Linked DNA regions of Sus scrofa: regions 2 and 3 are each linked to region 1. The links are chromatin contacts, called in public promoter capture Hi-C maps. All regions are on one chromosome and are shown on one strand. Each heading gives the region's core, a stretch centred on a gene start, on an enhancer-like site or on the middle of the called end of the contact. The rest is flanking DNA. Distances are from core to core; before and after follow the strand shown.

Region 1 (3,583 bases), core at 842-3,341:
CTTCCCCTGGGGCCATGAAATCATAGTCCTGACCCAGAGAAGGCAGCCCAGCCGGTGCTGGGGGGCGGCAGACCAGCCAGGCAGCCCCAGCCCATAAGTGGCTACTCCCTGGAGAGGCTGAGGAGGGGGAGAATAAGGGGAGTAGAAGCCCACCCACCCTGCAGTAGGAGAGCTGCCCAGAGGCATCAGTAGAGTTACAGCAGATACTGTGCGAAGACAGCTTTCCTAGGTCAAACAGGAAACCAAGGCCAAAGATCAAGGGGGCCTCCAAGCCCCTCTCCCAGGGCTCAATCACATGCCCGGCTCACCTCTCCCAGAGCCACACTTTTCCTTCCTACAGCAGGGGCCCCCCTGACACAGACACAGCCCCACAGCCCAAGCAGCAGACAGACAGAAGGAGGAGGGAGGAGGGGGTGTCAGAAAAACCCGGAAGGAAGGAAGCTGGACAGACAGACAGAAGCTGATCCTGGCTTCACTGCTCCAGAGAGACACCCTCCGGACTCCCAGACTGTGAGGGACACTCTCAGCTCCCAAGAGGGAGAAGGGGAGAGTACATCTCAGTGTCCCCTGAAACCAAATGCCAGCAGCCCTGGGATAGGACATAGCCCAGCCAAGCAAGCAGCCCGAAGCCTCCCTTCGCTTCCCCACATTTCTCCCCCAAGGGCTCCTCTGGACCAAGGCAGGGGCTGCCTCCCCTTAGCAGTGCAGAGACACCTCCAAGGAACTCTGTGACTGCCCCACCCCACCCCCAGCCAAGCCCACATCACATAGAATCCTTGGCAGGGGTGACTCCTCCAGTCACAGCCCCTGCAGGTCCTAGACAGTGCTTGGGGACAGAGGGTGACCCCCAGCAATCCCCATTCCTAATGCACCTCCTTCTGGAGGCTCCCATGAGCCAGGAGAGGAGTGCTGGGGTGCTGAGACCCAAGGGGTTGGTGAGCCTGGAAGGGGGACTACATCTCCCAGAAGCCCCCAGGGCAGGGTTGCTGCTCCAGCTGGCCCAAGGCCGGCCTTGTTCTCTGCGCTAGGGTGGCAGGGTCCCCTGACTGCCCCTAATCCCTCCCGTCTGTGTTCTGGGGTTGCCAACCTGATTGGGGGCCCAAGAGTAGCCTCCACTAACCCTGGGAGCAACCCTCCCTCAAACAGCCTGGGGGTGCATGCCAGAGGGCAAGGGACAATCAGCCAGTGTTCCCCCCTCCCCAATTCGAAGTGGATCTCCCTTCTCACGCCTCTGCTGGCCTGGCATGACTTTCGCCCTCGGCCCCAGCCCACCCCTCACCTCGCGCGGGTCGGGGGTCCTCACGCCAGGCCGGAGCTGGACGCCATGACCAGGTCAGGGTCGGTGGGTGGATTGGGGTCCTCCTGCTCGCCAGTTGGAGGTGCGGAGGGGGGCAGGCAGGCAGTGATCTTTTGATCCTGGACGCCTTGATCTCAGTACCAGCACGGCCCGGGAGTGGGTATCCGGGGGTCGCTGGGCGCCTGGGTTCCTGCCTCCCAACCGCGGAGCATGGTCGTGGGCGCCCGGCAGCGGCGGGAGAACGCGCACAACAGCCCGGCCCGGGGCTCGGGGCTGGGGTCTCGGCCCCGAACCTCACGGCTCCGGCTCCTGCTCCTCCTCCCTTCCTTCCTTCCTTCCTTCCTTCGCCTCCTCCTTTCACTTTCCCCGAGGCCCGCGGGGACGGCGGGCGCGGGGCGGGGAGGGGGCTGTCTGGGCGCTTATTGTTGGTCGGACGCCGAGGGTCCAGGTCGCAGCCCCCGGGCGGCGCGGCGCCGGGGGACCCAGGCGTGCGGGTGTCCGGCCGGCTGGCTCCGGGCGGCGGCGGTGGTGCAGCGGCCCCGAGTCCGGGGCATGTCCGGCCACTGGCTCAGCCGCTCGCCGCCGCCTCCCCGGGCTCCCCTGCGCTGCCGGAGCCTCGCTCGCCCCTCCACTCGGCTCCGCTCCCCAGCCTGAATAAGCATCGGGGCTCTCTGGCTGCCTCCTTCTGCCTTCATACCAGAGCCCGGAGAGGCCCCTGTCAAAATAAGAGCTCCCCCATCTCGCTCGCCTCCTCGCCCAACCCGGCTCCCCCAGCCTCCCAGTGGTCTGACTCGGTAAGGCGCCCGGCCGGCTTGCGGGAGGCAGGTTGGCCCGGGGGCGGGGAGGGGGCGTCTATCTCTCTCTCCTCCCCATTCCCGAGGACTGGGGAGGAGGCGCGCTAACATCTCAGGCTAGGGAGAGGTTTGACAAACACACCCTCCTATCTACACTGATTGGAAGGAGTGGGAGTTGCCTAGACTCCCCCAACCCCCAACACACACACACACACACACACACACACACACACAACTGGGTCCCTCTCGGTTGTACCCACCCACATTCATTATGCACTGAGCATCTCTTTATTCATCTCTCTTTCCTAGTAGACCATGAGGTCCTTGAGGATGTAGACTAAATTTTTTCATCTCAATCCTCAGCATCACAAAGTGGATGCTAAGAAAATGTTTGTAGAAGTAAAACCATTGTTCTCTCAAAAGAGCTCTCTCCTAACCTCAAAGTGCTACACACACACACACACACACACACACACACACACACACACAAGGAGACCCTATAGGTGAGTAGGTGCAGTGAAAAAGAAATTGTCAGGCACTATTTTAAAGCATTTCACATATGTTATTTCAACGTGTGCCACAAACCTGTGAGAAAGATGTTATGGCCCCATAATACTGATGAGGAAACAGAGGCTTGCATTAGTTAAGGACTTCCTCAGGGTTACACAGCTAGAAAGTGGTAAGCCCAGGACTAGAGTTTGGGTGTCCTTACCCCAAGGCACTTTCCCTGTATCCCACTGCCCCCTGCACCCAAAATACCAACAAGTAACAAGCATTGCTGGCTTCAGAAATGAAGGGCACTAGCAAGCTCCCTTGTTCTTGCTATTTGTTTCCTCTGATCTGTCCCCTGCCCCTCCTCACAGACGCCCCCAGATGGCTCTAGCCCTCACTGACCTCCGTCTCTTTTGATCATCTATTACATCTGTGCTACCCAACCGAGTACCTACTTGTATGTTTTATCTTGTTTCTCCTGTGTGTATATCTGGTTACCCCCAAAAACTCTTGGGGCCCCAAACCATACCTCCTAAGCTTCTTTATTCCCCACAGCACACGAGTGCTGGGCTCATAGTAGGGATTCAGTAAACATACACTTGATAGGTTGATGGTGCTCACAGCTGGGTACTGGGCAAGCTCTGGGGAGGCACAGCTGGAAAAGAGGGAGAAATCCTGAAAGAAGATAACATAACAACCCCTGTGGGTGCCTAACATGGAAGTTTACAAAGCATTTTTATACACACTAACTCTTGGTCATCATTTGAGCCAATGAGCGAAACTTCCCCAAGTGCCTACTATGTCAAGACCAAGCATCGTTAGGGATTGGACCATCACAACCCTATGAGATAGGTGTTATTCTCACTTAAAACTTGAAGTTCCCGTCGTGGCTCAGTGGTTAACGAATCTGGCTAGGAACCATGAGGTTTCAGGTTTGATCCCTAGCCTTGCTCAGTGGGTTAAGGATCCAGTGTTGCCATGAGCTGTGGTGTAGGTCGCA
Region 2 (3,131 bases), core at 137-2,636, 270 kb before region 1:
GAGGCTTCCACTCTCAACATTGCTCCCCACCCCTGGCCAAATCTTGGGGCTTTCCGGTACATGCTGTAGCCTGATAGTTCGACCTCTGTTAGCTATAGCAGGTAGCTGCAAAGAGCTTCCCTCCCCCTCCCCCTTTTTGTCCATTGCCTGGCTCCAGTCATCTCCTGCCTCCTGCTGTGGGGGGCCCCCTGCTAATGCTGGCCCTGTCAATGAGTGACCAGAGATTCCTGAAGTTCAACCTCCTGTCGTTCCTGAGTTAGGTAGGGAGAGAGGGTACACACTAAAGTCACTGAATCAGAACAAGACTTGTCCCTGATTTTCTGCTATTCTCCCCCCCTGGAATTGGGGGCTTTCTGCTTTCTCCTTGGGGCTTGGGGACTTTCTGCCTTCTCCTTCAGGGAGGAAGAGTCAGTCTCAGAGGTCCCTCTAATGAAAGTTAAAGGAATCCAGTCTAGCTGAGTTCAGTTCCCTGGGGCCTCCCCAGTCTCTTGAGGCAAGAGCTGGCTTTGCAAGGTAAGGATCCACTATCAGCGTTGGATTTCGGGTGGGGGTTGAAAAGGAGCATGACTTTCAGCCAGGCTCAGTGTCTAGGTTTCTCTTAGGTTTTTAGTCCCTCCTCTTTTTCCTTATTAACTTCTCAGTCCAACAGAGATCCAAACTGCTATAGGATGGTGTGCTCAACTATAAATCTATCGTTTGCCTTCCAGTTATAATCCTGCAGGTTGTGGTGGGGGTGGAGCTAACAAGGGGCCAGGATGACACTTCCATTCAGCTTTCCTGTTCTTTACAGTTTGCATGGCACTTTAACACGCCTTCTTGTACCTATCCTTGAAAATATCTGTGCCACCGTATATGCAGGGTTATCAACCCCATAAGCTGTCATGGTGGTAGGATGAGCAGGAGCGACAGAGGCCAAACCTGGATATCCCCTGAAGGTATTTGGAAATATTGAGAGTGTGTTGGAGGGCTGGGACTATGAGGTTCACTGGGAGCTGATGGAGGGTTTAGACATCTAAAGTTCGGGGCGGGGGGGGGGGGGCGGAAGTAGAGAGAAACTGTCAATCCTCAGAAGCACCTTAAAGCCTAGGCTGGAGGGTGGTCTAAGAGAGTCGGACCCGGAAAGTGAGTGGGGATGGGGGGTGTATACGGTGGTGGTGGTAGCCGAGAGCCCAGCTGCAGAGATGAACAAAGCGGGCGCTGTGCAGGCGGGGGCGGGGGGGGGGAGGTGCTGCTCTGGGAAAGGGTGGGTGGGGGGGACCTTGGGCTCCGGTCCCACAAGGGCGTCTCCTCAGGCTGGCCGGGCGGACGGGACGGGGGACGGGGGCGGGGACTAGCGGGGGGTGGGGGTGGGGGTGGGGTGGGGAATGGGGAGGCGGGACCCGCTCGCTCTCCTCCTACTTTCTGGGCTCCCAGGGAAAAGCAAGAGTGTTCTCCGGAGCCTGAGGCCTCAGAGGCTGAGCCGGGCTAAGGAACCGGTGTCCCCCTCTCCCGCCGAGGTAAGAACGTTCCCTCTCACTGAGCCTGCGAGTCCTGCTAGCTGCACTGCTGGGACAGGACAGGAGGAAATCCCAGGGGCCTGGCGACAGCCCTCAGATCAGCTTTGGGCTGGAGAGCCCGGAAGAAACCCTTAGAGGAGGAGGGGGTGCCTCAGGTGAGTGCATGGGAGCGCCAAGGTTTTTCTGCAGAATGGGCTTCGTTGCTTTCCTGGGAACTCCTTACTCTTGCCCTCCTGAGCCGCTGCCCGCGCCGCCGCCAGAGGGGGCCCTCGCGCTCCACCCCTCACCCCCTATCCCACTCTGGAAGAACGAGGACCCTGTCCCTTCAGAGTCTCCTGCGGGAACCCAGGCAGCCCGGCGATACTCCTGGGACTCGTCCGCCTGCCCCCCACACCTCTGCTCTTCCGCTGATAGAAGGACTAAGAGCACTGCACCAGGAGCGAGGGGGTCCCCTGGGGCATCTCTGCTTCTGTCCCGAGCCGGGCCTCCTTTAGGGATGGGAAAGGGATGTTAAGTAGGGCTCGGAGGCAGTAGTATCCGGGAGCGACTCGTGGGAGTATCAGTAGATAGGTGGCACATCTGGGGCCTCCCGGGCCCTCCTCGGAGGACCCGCATCTTTAGGGGTCCTGGAGGCTGGAGAGGGCTGTGGGGTCAGTGAGTTCCCGCTTGGTCTGGATTCGAATCCCTTGCGGAGTTCCCCGGGCCGAGGCTGAGCCAGGTCATCCGGGCTCCTCTGGGACTGGGAAGCGCGGGCGGGAGGGGGCCCGGGAGGGGCCGCGGGGTTGCCGAGGCGCTCGCTGACTCTTCCGCCCAGGCTGGCGCGAGCGGCGGCTGGGCCGGGAGAGCGCGCCGCCCGGCGGGGGACCCAGGGCGCCGGGGCGGGGCTGCATTCTGGGCCCGTTAGCTCAGCGGTCCCGAAGCCTCCCGGAGGGCTGACTCATCGGACCGGTCACACACAAACAAAACTCCCCACCACGTCAGGCATCCCACGAGCAGACACCCTCGGTGCCCCACCAGGCACCACCCACTCACCCTTCCCACTACACAAGCCACGCCGACACCCCTGTCTCTCTCTGCAGTTACACGTGTGGGACCCAAACATTCCTAGACCTCTACACACTCTACACACACGCCAAGCACTCTCAGGAGGTCCACATTCACACTTGCGGCGTCCCGCGCTCACGCCCTTCCCCGCGCACACACCCTTCCCCGCGCACACGCACTCCCTGACACGCAGCCCCCACGGCTCACACCCATCACATACTCAGTCCTCACGCATGCAGCTTCTTACACACGCGCTCCCTTCAAACACGCACCTCCCCTCACACACACAAATGCTACACAAGCGCCCCCCCCCCCAAGCTGCCCGCGAGGAGCCGGCGGTGTCTGGGGGCCGCCCCTTTCCCCCGCCGAGCAAACAAGCGGCCCCTTCTCCCCGCCAGGCCAAAGAAAGGCCGCTTGTCCAGCGTCAGCGGCGGGCGGGGCGGCCCGGCAGGCGGCCCAACACTGCGGCCTTGTCCCACCTGGCGGCCCCAGGGAGGGCAGCGCAGGGCGGCGCAGGGCGGCAGGGCTGCTCGGTGCGGAAACCCCACTCTGTCCCCCGGCCTTGGAGAGCTGCCCTTTTCCGGCACTCCA
Region 3 (3,579 bases), core at 678-3,177, 310 kb before region 1:
AATAAATAAAAAGAGCGAAGAAAGAAACAGAAAAATCGCGAGACTTCCTTTAACTCTCGTGAGAGCTCAACTCGCGCATTATGTTTCTCCCCAGCTAAGGAGCCAAGCAGAAAAAGAGGAGCTCACATCGTGATTGTTTAGATTTCAACAGATGTGTCTGTGGTGGCATCTAGCGGCTGCAGGCAGCAAATCAGATGAATTCCGGTTGGTAGAGAGTTAAGCTCTAGATCCCGAAACACGGTCTGCATTTTTTACCCAGGGAAAGGATCAGTAGGTATGAGTTCCTATTAAGTCAGACCACTCAGCCTTTAGGCAAACTCAGGGGTTGCCTCAATTCCTGACATTCTGTACTACTTTTATAGCATTTTTATTACATTATAGTCTTTCCCCTCCACTGTGTCCATAGCATGGGACATATTTATAGTATTAACAAATTATTATTTACCTGTGATTCAAATTTAACACATTCTCCCGCTTTTTTAATTTTTTAATTTTAATTTTTTTTAGGGCTGCACCTGCGACCTATGGAAAATCCCAAGCTGGGGGTCAAATCAGAGCTGTAGCTGCCGGCCATTCTTTCTCTGTATGGATTTATCTGTTCTGGATATTTTACATAAATGGAGTCATAGAAGATACGGTCTTTTGTGAGTGGCATCTTTCACTTAACATAGTATTTTCAAGGTTCATCCATGTTGTATCATGTATCAGAATTTAATTCCTTTTTGTGACTAATATTCCATTGTTTAGATATACTACCTTTTTTTTTTTTTTTTTTTTTTGTCTTTTTAGAGCTTCCTCCACGGCATATGGAGGTTCCCAGGCTAGGGGTCTAATCGGAGCTGTAGCTGCCGGCCTATGCCAGAGCCACAGCAATGCCAGATCCCAGCCGCGTCTACAACCCACACCATAGCTCATGGCAACCCCGGATCCTTAACCCACTGAGTGAGGCCAGGGATTGAACCCGAAACCTCATTGTTCCTAGTCGGATTCGTTTCCGCTTTGCCGGTGGGAACTCTAAATATACCACATTTTGTTATTCATTCGAGTACTGAGGGACACTTGGATCGTTTCCACTTTTTGGCTATTATGAACAATGTTTCTATGAACATTAGTGTTCAAGGTTGTGTATGGGTGTGTGGTTTTAACTCTCTTGGGCGCATACATAGGAGTGAATTGCTGGGTCACATGGTAACCCCATGCTTAGCTTTTTGAGGAGCTGCCAAGCTTTCCCCAAACAATTAAACTACTTCAGGTTCCCGCCAGCAGTGTATGAGAGTTCTAATTTCTCCACATTCTCACCAACTCTTATTATTATAGCCATCCTAGCAAGCTTTGATTTGCAATTCCCTAAGGACTAAAGATATTGAGCATATTTTTATGTGCTTATTGGCCATCTATCGTTTTGTTTTTGTCTTTTTATGGTTGCACCCGTGGCATATGTAAGTTCCCAGGCTAGGGGTCAAATCAGAGCTGCAGTTGCTGCCACAGCCACCAGCAATGCCAGATCCAAGCTGTGTCTGTCACCTACACTGCAGCTCAGGCAATGTTGGATTCTTAACCCACTGCATCAGGCCAGGGATGGAACCAAATCCTCATGGATCCTAGTCCCGTTCCGTTTCCACTGAGCCACAAGGGGAACTCCTTCCATTGTTGAGTTTTAAGGATTCTTTATATATTCTGGCTACTAGTCCCTTATGAACACCAGTTATTTTGTATGTTAAATGCTACCAGTGGCTCTGAGAGCTTTATAAACTGCAAGAGATTTCGCAATTTAAACGAAGGCGCTGAGGACGGTGAAGGAACTGAAGCCAGCGGTTCCACGCAGGAGGTGGAGGCTCCAGGACTCCATGGCACAGCCTGCGTAGCAGCCCTGCGCCCGGTCTCCCCACTCACGGCGCCCCGCCTCCCGGCCTTTGACCCGCGCCGTTTCCGGTTGGAGACGTGGCTCGAGGCCGCCATCTTGGCAGGAGGCGAAGCGGCCGGCGCTCCTGTCAGGGGGGCAGCAGGTTCTGAGCGGCGGGTGCTCCCCTTCCTCCCACCCCAGCCGGAGTCGCAGTGGAGCTGGAGCGCGGGAGCGCCTCACCACCGCCCTCACCATGGTAAGACCTGAGCCGGACCCAGCTCCCTGGACGGCCTCGCTCGCCCGCTTTCCCTGCTGCCGGCCTGGTGCTGGGGCCAGAGGAGCCCCGCCCCGAGCGCCCGGAGCCGGTCGCTTCGCTGGGGCTCTGGGAGCGTTGTGGCCTTCCCTACCCTGTGTCCGACCTGTGGAGAGATCCGAGGGACCTGACTCCTCCAGTCGTCTGTCGTTGCGCCCACACCCCTCCCCCGCAATCGGCTGGGCACCCTGCTCTGCCAGGACTCAGGCCCTAAAACGGGCCTGGAGTTTTGCTCTGCAGGAACCTCTTAGTGATGTCCCGTGGACCCCACTCTGCGGACCAGGAAGCTAGTGTCCAGCAGGTTCCGTGGGTGCTTAGGCTCAGCAAGCCGGGCCTCTCAGGAGTTCTCTTCTGTAATCGGCTCACCTCCCCCCGGTGTTCCTTAGGCCATTGATGTTCTAAACCTAAATCTAAATCCGTTAGCGTTCCGGACTTTTTCTTTAGTTTGTTCAAAAGGGAGAAATAGAGGACAGTTCCGAAAAGAGGCCTAGAACAGGTAGGATTAACTTCTGGCACTAATTTGTAGGACCCAAGTGTTCCTGAAAGCTGCTACCTATTTCTGTAGATCTTGGGTAAGTCCATTTATCAGTGCGATTGAGTATATAGGTGTGTATGGAGCATTGTAGAAATGTGAGCAGATTAAGGAGAACACAGGCTTTCTGTCTTCAAGGAGCTTATAGTTCAGGTGAAATGAAATGTGTGTGTCAGATGTCTCACGGGAGTGAGAAAGGGTTCACACTCTGGGACTTGCTACTTGCCTTCAGTTGTGTTCCCATCTGTTGTTGAGACAGTTAAAATTAATGTGGATGGGATGGGACAAAACACAATGCTCAATCCACCAAATCTTGCTTTATTACTACCGCGGATGGGTATTTATGAAGCAGGAGAAATTTTTTGGTTCCAAACAAGCTATAAATTTATTTTTAAGTGCACTTTATGGCCTTCAGTCTTTTGAAGGATATTCCTTTTTTTAATTCTTTTTTTGTCAGTAGGTTCATAATTTGATTTAAAGCATTTTCCTACATGCTTCAGATATGATGATGTAATTTGGTGCCAGTCATATTAAGTTCTGTTGACAGCCTTTTTCGTGCTTGGGCTTTAAACCACTGAAAGATTTTCTTCAGCTTCAGGCATATAAATTGCATCAAGCAGGTTTGCCTCATAAAACTTTTATGTCGGACATAAAATTTCCAAAAAGTCCTTTCTTCATTTCCACTGGGAGGCTTAATATTTGGGTAGTGATTTTTAAGTTACTTTCCTTTTACATCCTGGGTGTACTTATAATGCATTTCAGAGTATATTATAATTTTAAAGTCAAAATTAAAGCCTTGTGTTACATAAACCAAACATAGGTGATCTTTACAAAAACCTTGTAAATCAAAGAGTTCCTGCTGGGTTGAGAATCCAACTGCAGGGAGTTCCC

The links. Promoter capture Hi-C pulls out the DNA fragments that hold promoters and counts their contacts.
Region 2: a contact with region 1 is called in a promoter capture Hi-C map of liver, with 4 times the contacts expected there. The contact joins the promoter of PHLDB1 here to the promoter of BCL9L in region 1. A contact is called at or near these places in 1 of 5 promoter capture datasets (liver), 3 of 47 Hi-C or Micro-C datasets (heart right ventricle, mesenchymal stem cells and skeletal muscle) and 2 of 2 datasets of contacts at active chromatin or transcription factors (alveolar macrophages and skeletal muscle).
Region 3: a contact with region 1 is called in a promoter capture Hi-C map of liver, with 2.3 times the contacts expected there. The contact joins the promoter of ARCN1 here to the promoter of BCL9L in region 1. A contact is called at or near these places in 1 of 5 promoter capture datasets (liver) and 1 of 2 datasets of contacts at active chromatin or transcription factors (alveolar macrophages).

The regions. Positions count from the first base shown.
Region 1 is chr9:46,172,961-46,176,543 of Sscrofa11.1, forward strand. It overlaps BCL9L (B-cell CLL/lymphoma 9-like protein), which reads right to left and starts at 2,092. Exons shown (of 11, transcript XM_013979456.2): 1 at 1,280-2,092.
Region 2 is chr9:45,900,713-45,903,843 of Sscrofa11.1, forward strand. PHLDB1 (pleckstrin homology-like domain family B member 1) reads left to right here and starts at 1,387. Exons shown (of 26, transcript XM_021062931.1): 1 at 1,387-1,651.
Region 3 is chr9:45,861,845-45,865,423 of Sscrofa11.1, forward strand. ARCN1 (coatomer subunit delta) reads left to right here and starts at 1,928. Exons shown (of 10, transcript XM_003357318.4): 1 at 1,928-2,099. The coding sequence starts at 2,097. IFT46 (intraflagellar transport protein 46 homolog) reads right to left here and starts at 74. Exons shown (of 12, transcript XM_003357317.4): 1 at 1-74.